Linked DNA regions of Gossypium hirsutum: regions 1 and 3 are each linked to region 2. A link is a contact called in public Hi-C data. All regions are on one chromosome and are shown on one strand. Each heading gives the region's core, a stretch centred on a gene start, on an enhancer-like site or on the middle of the called end of the contact. The rest is flanking DNA. Distances are from core to core; before and after follow the strand shown.

Region 1 (3,083 bases), core at 427-2,926, 300 kb after region 2:
TCAAAAAAGGCATGTACTTATCTTGTTAGAAATTTATTTTAGTGTAAATTTGTTGCAAACAATTTATTCTTTTTATTCAACTATGTTTTTGCTCGTGTGATGTACAAATGTATTAATCAATTTTTTAGAATTGATGATTTGAAAAAAAAAATTATGTACCGAAATATACGTGGACAATTTATTAACTTATTAACTTACTCACCATCATATTATCCACGTGGACAATCTCAAGAGGTTTTTTTTAAGTTAAACTTATGTTGTTTAAGTTTAGATTTGTTTTAAATTTAACTTAATTTAATTTTATACCATTATATTATCCACGTGGAATTGATGATTTGAAAAAAAATCATGTATCAAATTTTTATTAGTTGGTTTTGCATTTACAAAGTGTGTTAACTCCAAGTACCATAATAATACACAGATAGATAGTCCATGTACCACATTAATATTTTTCAAAGTATAAGTACCAAATTGAACATCTTATAAAAGTACAACTACCAAATAATATACAAATTGATAATTTAAGTACCATATTGGACTTTTCAAAGTATAAGCACCATATTAGACATTTTATAAAAGTACAGATGCCAAATGTGATATTATTCCTAATAATAATAAGGGTTAATATATCTTTTGCCATTGATCTTGGCCACTTGTACATAATTGGTACCTTTTTCTTTTTTACCTAATACCTAAACTTCAATTTTGTTACATACTTTGGTAACACTCTTAAATTACGCTAACATAGCACTTATGATAAATAGTATGGTGACACATGGCAATCCTATGTGGCAAAAAAATGTTATTGAATTAAAAATACATCAAATTTAATATTTTATAAAATCTATTCCGCATCATATTTTATAAAATATCATAATTTGTATAAAATATGTTTCATATAAAAACTATAAAATCTATAAATATATAATTGTATTTTTAATTTCATAATAATATAAAAATCTAATATTTTATTAAAACTAAAATTATATAAAATTGCTATAAAAATGTTTGGAATGAACCTCAACAAATAGTTTTTCGAGTTCAAACGTATCTGAACAATTACTTGTCTAGGTTCATTCTTTATGCTAAAAAATATAATTTTTTATAATTTTAAATATTACTTTTTATTTTTTTAATTTTTGCGATATGTTAAAATATGTACTGTCATGAATTATCATACTATTGGTCATTATTATCACATTAGTATATTTTAATTATGTTGCAGTATCAATGTATGACCAAATTAAAAATTAGGTACTAATTAAATACAGATGATGAAACTCAGAGACAAAACATATATTAGCTCTTATTTTTATTAGACGGAGACCTCCAATTTTTTAATATACATAGACCTCCATTTTCAATTGGCCGATAACATGATTTTCAATTAACAAGTGCAACTTCCTTCTCCCCATTTGTCACGCCCTAGGACAAATCCTTGTGGGTTTACGCTGTCAAAATTTTGAGTGCATTGATTATGTTGGTAAGTAGGCGTTTCCCTAGTAAAGGTGAGAATGGGATTGTTTTCTTTTAAATTTAATTTACTTGAACAGCACATATTCTCTGCAGATTCTGGTTGTGCATTTGTCCATCGATATAACGCTTTGGGTAAAGCATGGGAAGCAAGTTATTCCCAGCAGTACAAATGGGGCGGCTGTTGTGAATCCAAATGACTTAATCCCCTAAACTCCGCCCCACACTACCCACCACTTTCTTTGCACACACATATATATATACCCTCTCACTCTCTCCCTCAAACTCACAAACCTTCACCGAGTTGTCTGGGACTTCGTCGTTATTTAAAAGAAGAAAAAACAATAGCGGATTGGGGACCTGTTTTTGTGGCAATGGTGTTGTTCGTGCTGCTAACCCCAGGGCTGTTGTTTCAGGTTCCAGGGCACCATAGGTGCGTGGAGTTTGGGAATTTTAAGACAAGTGGTGCTTCGGTTCTAATCCATTCTCTGCTGTATTTTGGGCCAATCTGTGTCTTCTTGCTTGCTGTTAAGGTTCACTTGTATCTAGGTTGATCATGCATTATCTGATTCAGGATGTTATGAAGTATTTATAAACTTGTTATGTCACTCTGCTTGCTTCGTGTTCTAATGTTGAGTCTTGAGCTTAATCCCCACGAAAATCTAAGCTCTCTCGCGTTTTGTTAATCCTGTGTTTTTTCAATTAAGAAAAGTTCCATTGCGTCTTTGGAGTATTATTAAGCTACACACTACATTTCGACTAATAGATACTTGAGTATTAAAAATAAATAAAAAACCTCACTTGTCATTTTATGTTTTGTATGTTACACAGTGTTTTAAGATATATCTATGATTTTTGACATATTTCATCCATCTTCTTCTTCTACAATGAATGGTCTTCGTAATAACAAAGTTGAATTGTGGCCAATGCTAATCACTGTAACTGACCAAACAAAGAAGAAGGCATTTGGGTTGTGAATGATGTAATCCACATTTCTCATTTCTGGATAAGCATTATCCATGCTTAAGCTATTTAAACACACTTGCATTTCAAATCAATTTACTTCTCTTTAAAAGTCTTTTTCTTTCAACCAAATACAATAAGAAAAGGAAACCATTTCATCACTTGCCTGGAACAGAGTAAGAGGGAAGAGCCAAGATGAAGCTCTTTTTTTTTAGATTTTATAATATTTTTTAAAAAATAAGAAAATCAAATTTGATGAATTGAATAGATCAACGCAAAAATTCCCGCCGCCTTCATCTTACAAAATTACTTCTTTATATAATTATTTCTCTAACAGTTTTTCTTTTTTTTTTTTAAAGGCTTACCTCATAGAAAAGAAATGGGAATCAATCAACCCTCCCATGTTTTTTTTTAATGGTAAATAAGAAGAATACAAAATACACATTTAAATACTTTACAAAGTCACTCGCTATTTGTCTATTTCAGCTACACAAGGAAGCTATATTCACATATTTCAGTTAATATTTGAAGCAAAGACCTATCCACATTTCCTGCATTAATACTCGAAGAAACCTGCTAAACTCTTTTTCCCCGTGTGTGGCACCTTCACAATAACTCCAATGCTGCTCCATTCTTTTAAGGCATCC
Region 2 (2,700 bases), core at 165-2,664:
ATTGGAACATAAATTAACAACACACATATATAAGCTTGTTTTGTCTTTTGTCTGTGAAATAACATGGTATACTGATTTTTGTTAGGGGTCGAAGATTAACTATATTCATTCCTCTAAATGGTTTTCCAGATTAGGCCCAAAATTTTCTTGAAAATTCAACTGTCTCGGGAGAGCCAATAGGAGACAATGTGTCCTTTCTTGGCTACAATTTTTTTTTTTTTGTAATTTTAAATTTCTGTTTATCCCTGGGATGTGATTGTAATAATTTCTTTCTTTTCTAACAATTCAAGGCCACAGTGCTAAGGCATTAATTCTATCTGTGTAGGGTTAAATGCACATTTCATGGGTTAAGTAAATCATTTTTGTTAGATATTATTTTTCTGACATTAAGTTTGACCCTTTTACTTAACACTGTTGATCATATGGCAAGTGTATCCTATAAGGCCATGGAATTTGAGAAGAAAAAACTAGTACTCAGATTTAATGTTTTTAGGAAAATAAATAAACCATGAGGGAACTCGCCAGTTAGTTGGCAACTTCCAACTCTTAATAGAAAAAGTAAATATAGATGAAAGTTGAAACTCAACCATTCTAGACTTCTAACGAAATTAAGAGTATAGTCTTATTAGAAAACTCATTAATCTAACTTAACAATTACAATCCACATTCAATACTTATACTCCAGAAATGAATCATTAACAAAGTAGAAAACTACCCTTAACTACTTAACTAACAATGAATTGCTCTTAATTAATTCAAGTTACTTAGTTACTTCTGATATTCCCCCTCCAGACTCAATAGCAATCACATTCATCTTAGCATGACAACAAGAAAAAACACCTATGGTTAACGGTTTGGTCTACTTGATCATTCCCAGGTACATAGTTGACCTGAAGTTGTCGCTGAGCACCTTGTCACGCACAAAATGTAAGTCAAGCTCAACATGCTTAACATGAGCATGTAGCACTGGATTTGCTGCCAAGGACACCGTGCTGGAATTATCACACCAAATTACTGGTATGCCTTTAATCTTCACACATATTTCATCCAGCAGAGAACGAAATCATGTCAATTCGGATGTTGCATTAGCTGCACTTCTATACTCGACTTCTGAGGTGGCCAACACTAAGTTCTGTTGAGATGTGGCGTTATACTTGTTGGTATAACAAAATCAAAGTTGAATTCTTCAGTCTTTGGTGATCCCTACAATACAATACAATACAACGGGATCTGAAAATTATTCAAAGCAAAGCAAAGATAAGAAAAGAACTGTCAAGTTGATCTGGATTCAGGGTTCCTTTTATACACTGAACTTAGCATACAAGTTTGGAACGAGGTTAATGTCGGTAAAGCAAAGTTAAAACAAATCCAAAAAAGAGGAATGATGAAACCACCCCCACAAACAACCTTTATTTCTTTTCCTGCAACGGCCATGAAAATAATAGTTCAGTAAGAAAGGTATCAATCAAACAAAGATAATGGCACAGTATAAAGGCCAAATTAAGAGATCATTGATTATGGATGGACCCAAGCTAGCAAGCAGTGATATTTCTTTGCTTTTAAGAGCAATCAGCTCCCCACTCCCTTCCCCTCATTTTGGTTGATTTAATTCAAGCAAAAAAAAAAAAAAAGAAGCTAAAATCCCATATTCCTATCCTTTCTCTCTCAATTTTCTTCTCTTTTTTTCTTGGCTTGCATTGAAGAAAAACAGGCTGGTTAAAGTGCCGCCTCATGAATGTGTAGGAGACACAGTCATTGTCGCAAAAAGACATGGGCAATTGCGCTAGAGTTTGCAAGAACAAAGATGCTATAGACATGAATCTTAGTGCCCAAATTCAATCCCCCACTAAGAAGAACATTGCCAGAAAGGAGCGCTCCATTGCTGAACTCGGTTCCAGGCGTCAGCCATCATCAATGGAACAAGAAATTAGTTTTCGAGACTCGAGTTTGTTCCTTAACCTGGCTTTCTTAACATTTATTTTCTTTTTTTGTCATCAATGGATTATTACATTATGCAGATCTTTAACCTTTATTATTGCCTGGAAACTAATTTACTCAAGTTTTTAACATATCTAACTGAAGTGTGTCTATCATTTCTATGCAGGTAACACAGAGGAGAAGTTTTTTGATTCCATCCAATGGTTAGAATCTGACAGTGAAGATTTCTTCAGTGTGAATGGTGGTGAGATTTTCCCTAATTTTGTTGAGACAAACTATTTTCATTTCCCCATAATAATAGCATTGCTAAGTTTCTTAACTTCAAAATCACATCGTTGCTTTTGACAAAGCTTGGTTTCATCCAGATTCTACTTTTTCTTGCGGAAATAGCCCTAAAAACCGGAAAACCTTGAAGGAAAATTCTCCCACAGATACAAAGAAGCAACTAATTGAGTTATTTAGAGAGAGCTCTAATGATGATGATGATGATGCTGTGAATAATTACACAAATATGAAAGATGAGTTGGAAGACAAAGCTGAAATGCTGAACAAGCTTCCAAAGTCAAGAAGCAGAAGTGCGCATGAATCCATCTCCAACTCCGTTGGCAGTAATGAAGCAAGATGCTCCCCTGGGGAAAAAAAATCAGCCCACCAAACATGGGCTTTAATGAGATAAAGAAAGGGCTAATAAACCCTCACAATAACTGATATTTATTCTGTATAAATCTCTTGTAAACAATCTACAATCTCAAAATTGAAAAT
Region 3 (2,845 bases), core at 67-2,566, 280 kb after region 2:
TTGTCTTTCAGTATGGTGTGAGTAGTTGCACTGTCTGCTAGACATATATTTTCACCATTCATAGCTGATTGCCTTTGCGAGATTATGTTCTTCAAAGAAACAACATAACCACAAAATGTCACACATAATGGTTAAAATAGGTATTCAAAGTTCAAATTACTAAAAGGTCTATAAAACAAAATTATCACATAAAACATAGCACTAGTAAAGGTCATAACATCATTATTAAAGTTGCTAAGTGAAACATAGAGTAGTAGAGGTTTATTTTATTATTTATCGAAATTTGTGGCCTTAATAATTTCCTTCAGGGGTAGAAAGAAAATCAGCCACTTCTAAATGGGTTGCATTGCCATCATCAAAATCACCTTCGCCATCTTTATACACAAGATTGGTTTCTACTTTCTTTCCCTTCTGTTTTATGGACTGCTGATAAAGATCAACTAGATACTTTTGTGTGCGACACATACGAGACTAATGTCCTTTTCCTCCACAACTATAGCATACATGAGTCACATTTTCACCTTTTTCTTTCTTTTCACTGTTACCATTTTTCCGATCCCACTTCTGGTAGGAATGTGAATTTTTAAAATGACCACCTCGACCATATCCATATCTATGTCTGCGGCCACGCCCTTGGCCACGACCACGGCCACGGCCACGCACACTACTATTTGCATGGTGTGTTTCTTTTAATTCTTGCCCATTATGTAAACTCACATTCGCTTCAGGGAATGGAGTAGAGCCAGTTGGGCGTAATTCATGGTTTTTCATTAGCAGCTCGTTGTTTTGCTCCGCCACTAGGAGACAAGAAATTAATTCAGAATATTTCTGGAAGCCTTTTTCACGATATTGTGTCTGCAGGACAACATTATTTACATGGAAAGTTGAGTATGTTTTTTCTAACATTTCTGCATCAGTAATATTCTCTGCACATAAATTCAATTGTGAAGTGATTTTGAACATGGCCGAGTTATAATCACTAACAGACTTAAAGTCTTGCAATCTTAAATTCAGCCACTCATAACGAGCTTTAGGCAAAATCACAATTTTATGATGGTCATATCTTTCCTTTAGATTGGCCCAAAGAATTTGAGGGTCCTTAACAGTCAAATATTCGGTCTTTAGACCTTCATGGAGGTGATAGCGAAGGAAAATCATCGCATTGGCCTTATCTTGTGTACTTTCTTCATTTCCCTCCTTAATAGTCTCATTAAGACCCTTTGCATCTAAGTGAATTTCAACATCTAGTACCCATGATAAATAGTTATTTCCAGTGATGTCCAGATCCACAAATTCGAGTTTTGTAAGATTTGACATTATAAACTATAAGACAAAATATACAAGTCCATAATGTAAAATAAAGCATGTTAATATGCAAATGAAATAACACATATGCAAATGAAATAGATCAACTTGTTACCATTACTTCACCTAAGCGTCCTTCGGCAATCTTTAAGGAAAAATTTGTTGGCCTTGATTTCTTGTATTAGAGACTCGTGCTGATAATGTGTTGTGAAATAATAAAGAAAGAATAAACTAAAATGTGATAGAAGAAAGAGTGTAGAGAGAATATAGAAAAGAGAGTGTATCTTTATATATATATATATATATTTTCATGAGTATATGAGCCTCATATATATAGGGGTTAAAAGTAACTCTCTAATTATTATAGGGCATGTAAAGGGTCATGACCTTTTATCTCCCATATTAATAGGGTATAGGAAAAATCTCATAACTTATGGGGTATAGGAAGAGTTTTATAACTTATGGGGTTGATAATGACATCCACATAAATATTTCATAACAAAAACACATATTTATAAATTAAAAAAATCATAATTATGTAAACAAAATTTAAAAAAAAAACATAAAAGTTGGTAATAAACAAAACACGTACTTGATACTGTGTGAACTGATAACTGATACATATGGATATAAATGCTTAACCACATCTATAAAAGTAGATTTTTCTGTATTTATTAACACTGGCTTGGTGCTTCCGAAAGGAGGAGATTGAAATGCTTAATAGCAGGCAGCTATTGCTCTATATTATGTGAAGCCTACAAAATTGTTGTAAAGCCCAGAGAAGAAATGCAGATAAAATTAAGGAGCCCCTTAACCTTATACAAAACTGAAAATCTGATCCATTCCTTCCACTTTAAAATGGTGGTAACCATGTCATGCCAACGGGGCTTCTTACTTTCTTTGTGTATTATTGGCTTTTATGAAAAATAGATTGTAGTTGCAAACCTTGACTGAGCTGAATAGATCTCATCTCCTCACCATTTATCAGAACAGAATCTGACACCGTTAAGAAGAATTGAAATGATGATCCATGGTTTGAAGTCCGAATAATACCCTATTGTATTCATACAGACATCATTTAGGAAGAACATGATCTGGTCCTTCAAGATTGAAAAGAACAGAATCTGACACCGTTGAGAAGAATTGAAATGATGATCCATGGTTTGAAGTCTGAAGAATACTCTATTGTATTCATACAGACATCATTTAAGAAGAACATGATCTGGTCCGTCAAGATTGAAAAACAAACTTTGTTTCTACTCTATTAATTGGTTGAAACCTGTGTGGCTTTGACGTGATGGAGTGAGTTCTCAATATGTATAGTCACGGAAAAGCCCATACAAAATTCAGGTTCCTAAGGCCAACTAAACCCAAAAGTTTGGTGTCTTAAGAACCTAGTTAGAACAACCCAATGACAAACGAAATCATCTTTGATCTTCAGATGAACTGTGCAAATGGCGGATCGTATGCCTCCATCAATATGGATACATGGATCATTCCTTGATTAAATTACCGTCTCCACTTTTTGCTCATTTCTGGA

What was found. A called contact is a pair of places that touch in the nucleus more often than the background predicts.
Region 1: a Hi-C map of leaf shows a contact between it and region 2, with 1.9 times the contacts expected there. The contact joins the promoter of LOC107934503 here to the promoter of LOC121210977 in region 2. A contact is called at or near these places in 3 of 34 Hi-C or Micro-C datasets (hypocotyl and leaf).
Region 3: a Hi-C map of leaf shows a contact between it and region 2, with 2.7 times the contacts expected there. The contact joins the promoter of LOC121211442 here to the promoter of LOC121210977 in region 2. A contact is called at or near these places in 7 of 34 Hi-C or Micro-C datasets (callus and leaf).

What each region holds. Positions count from the first base shown.
Region 1 is chrA12:91,401,610-91,404,692 of Gossypium_hirsutum_v2.1, forward strand. It overlaps LOC107934503, which reads left to right and starts at 1,677. Exons shown (of 1, transcript XM_016866950.2): 1 at 1,677-3,001. The coding sequence starts at 1,677. The coding sequence ends at 2,027. LOC107934512 reads right to left here. Exons shown (of 2, transcript XM_016866957.2): 2 at 2,808-3,083.
Region 2 is chrA12:91,097,495-91,100,194 of Gossypium_hirsutum_v2.1, forward strand. LOC121210977 reads left to right here and starts at 1,415. Exons shown (of 3, transcript XM_041083060.1): 1 at 1,415-1,945; 2 at 2,105-2,182; 3 at 2,304-2,700. The coding sequence starts at 1,771. The coding sequence ends at 2,614. LOC121210976 (receptor protein kinase-like protein ZAR1) reads left to right here. Exons shown (of 2, transcript XM_041083059.1): 2 at 1-356. The coding sequence ends at 12.
Region 3 is chrA12:91,375,724-91,378,568 of Gossypium_hirsutum_v2.1, forward strand. LOC121211442 reads right to left here and starts at 1,317. Exons shown (of 2, transcript XM_041084209.1): 1 at 505-1,317; 2 at 292-411. The coding sequence starts at 1,317. The coding sequence ends at 292.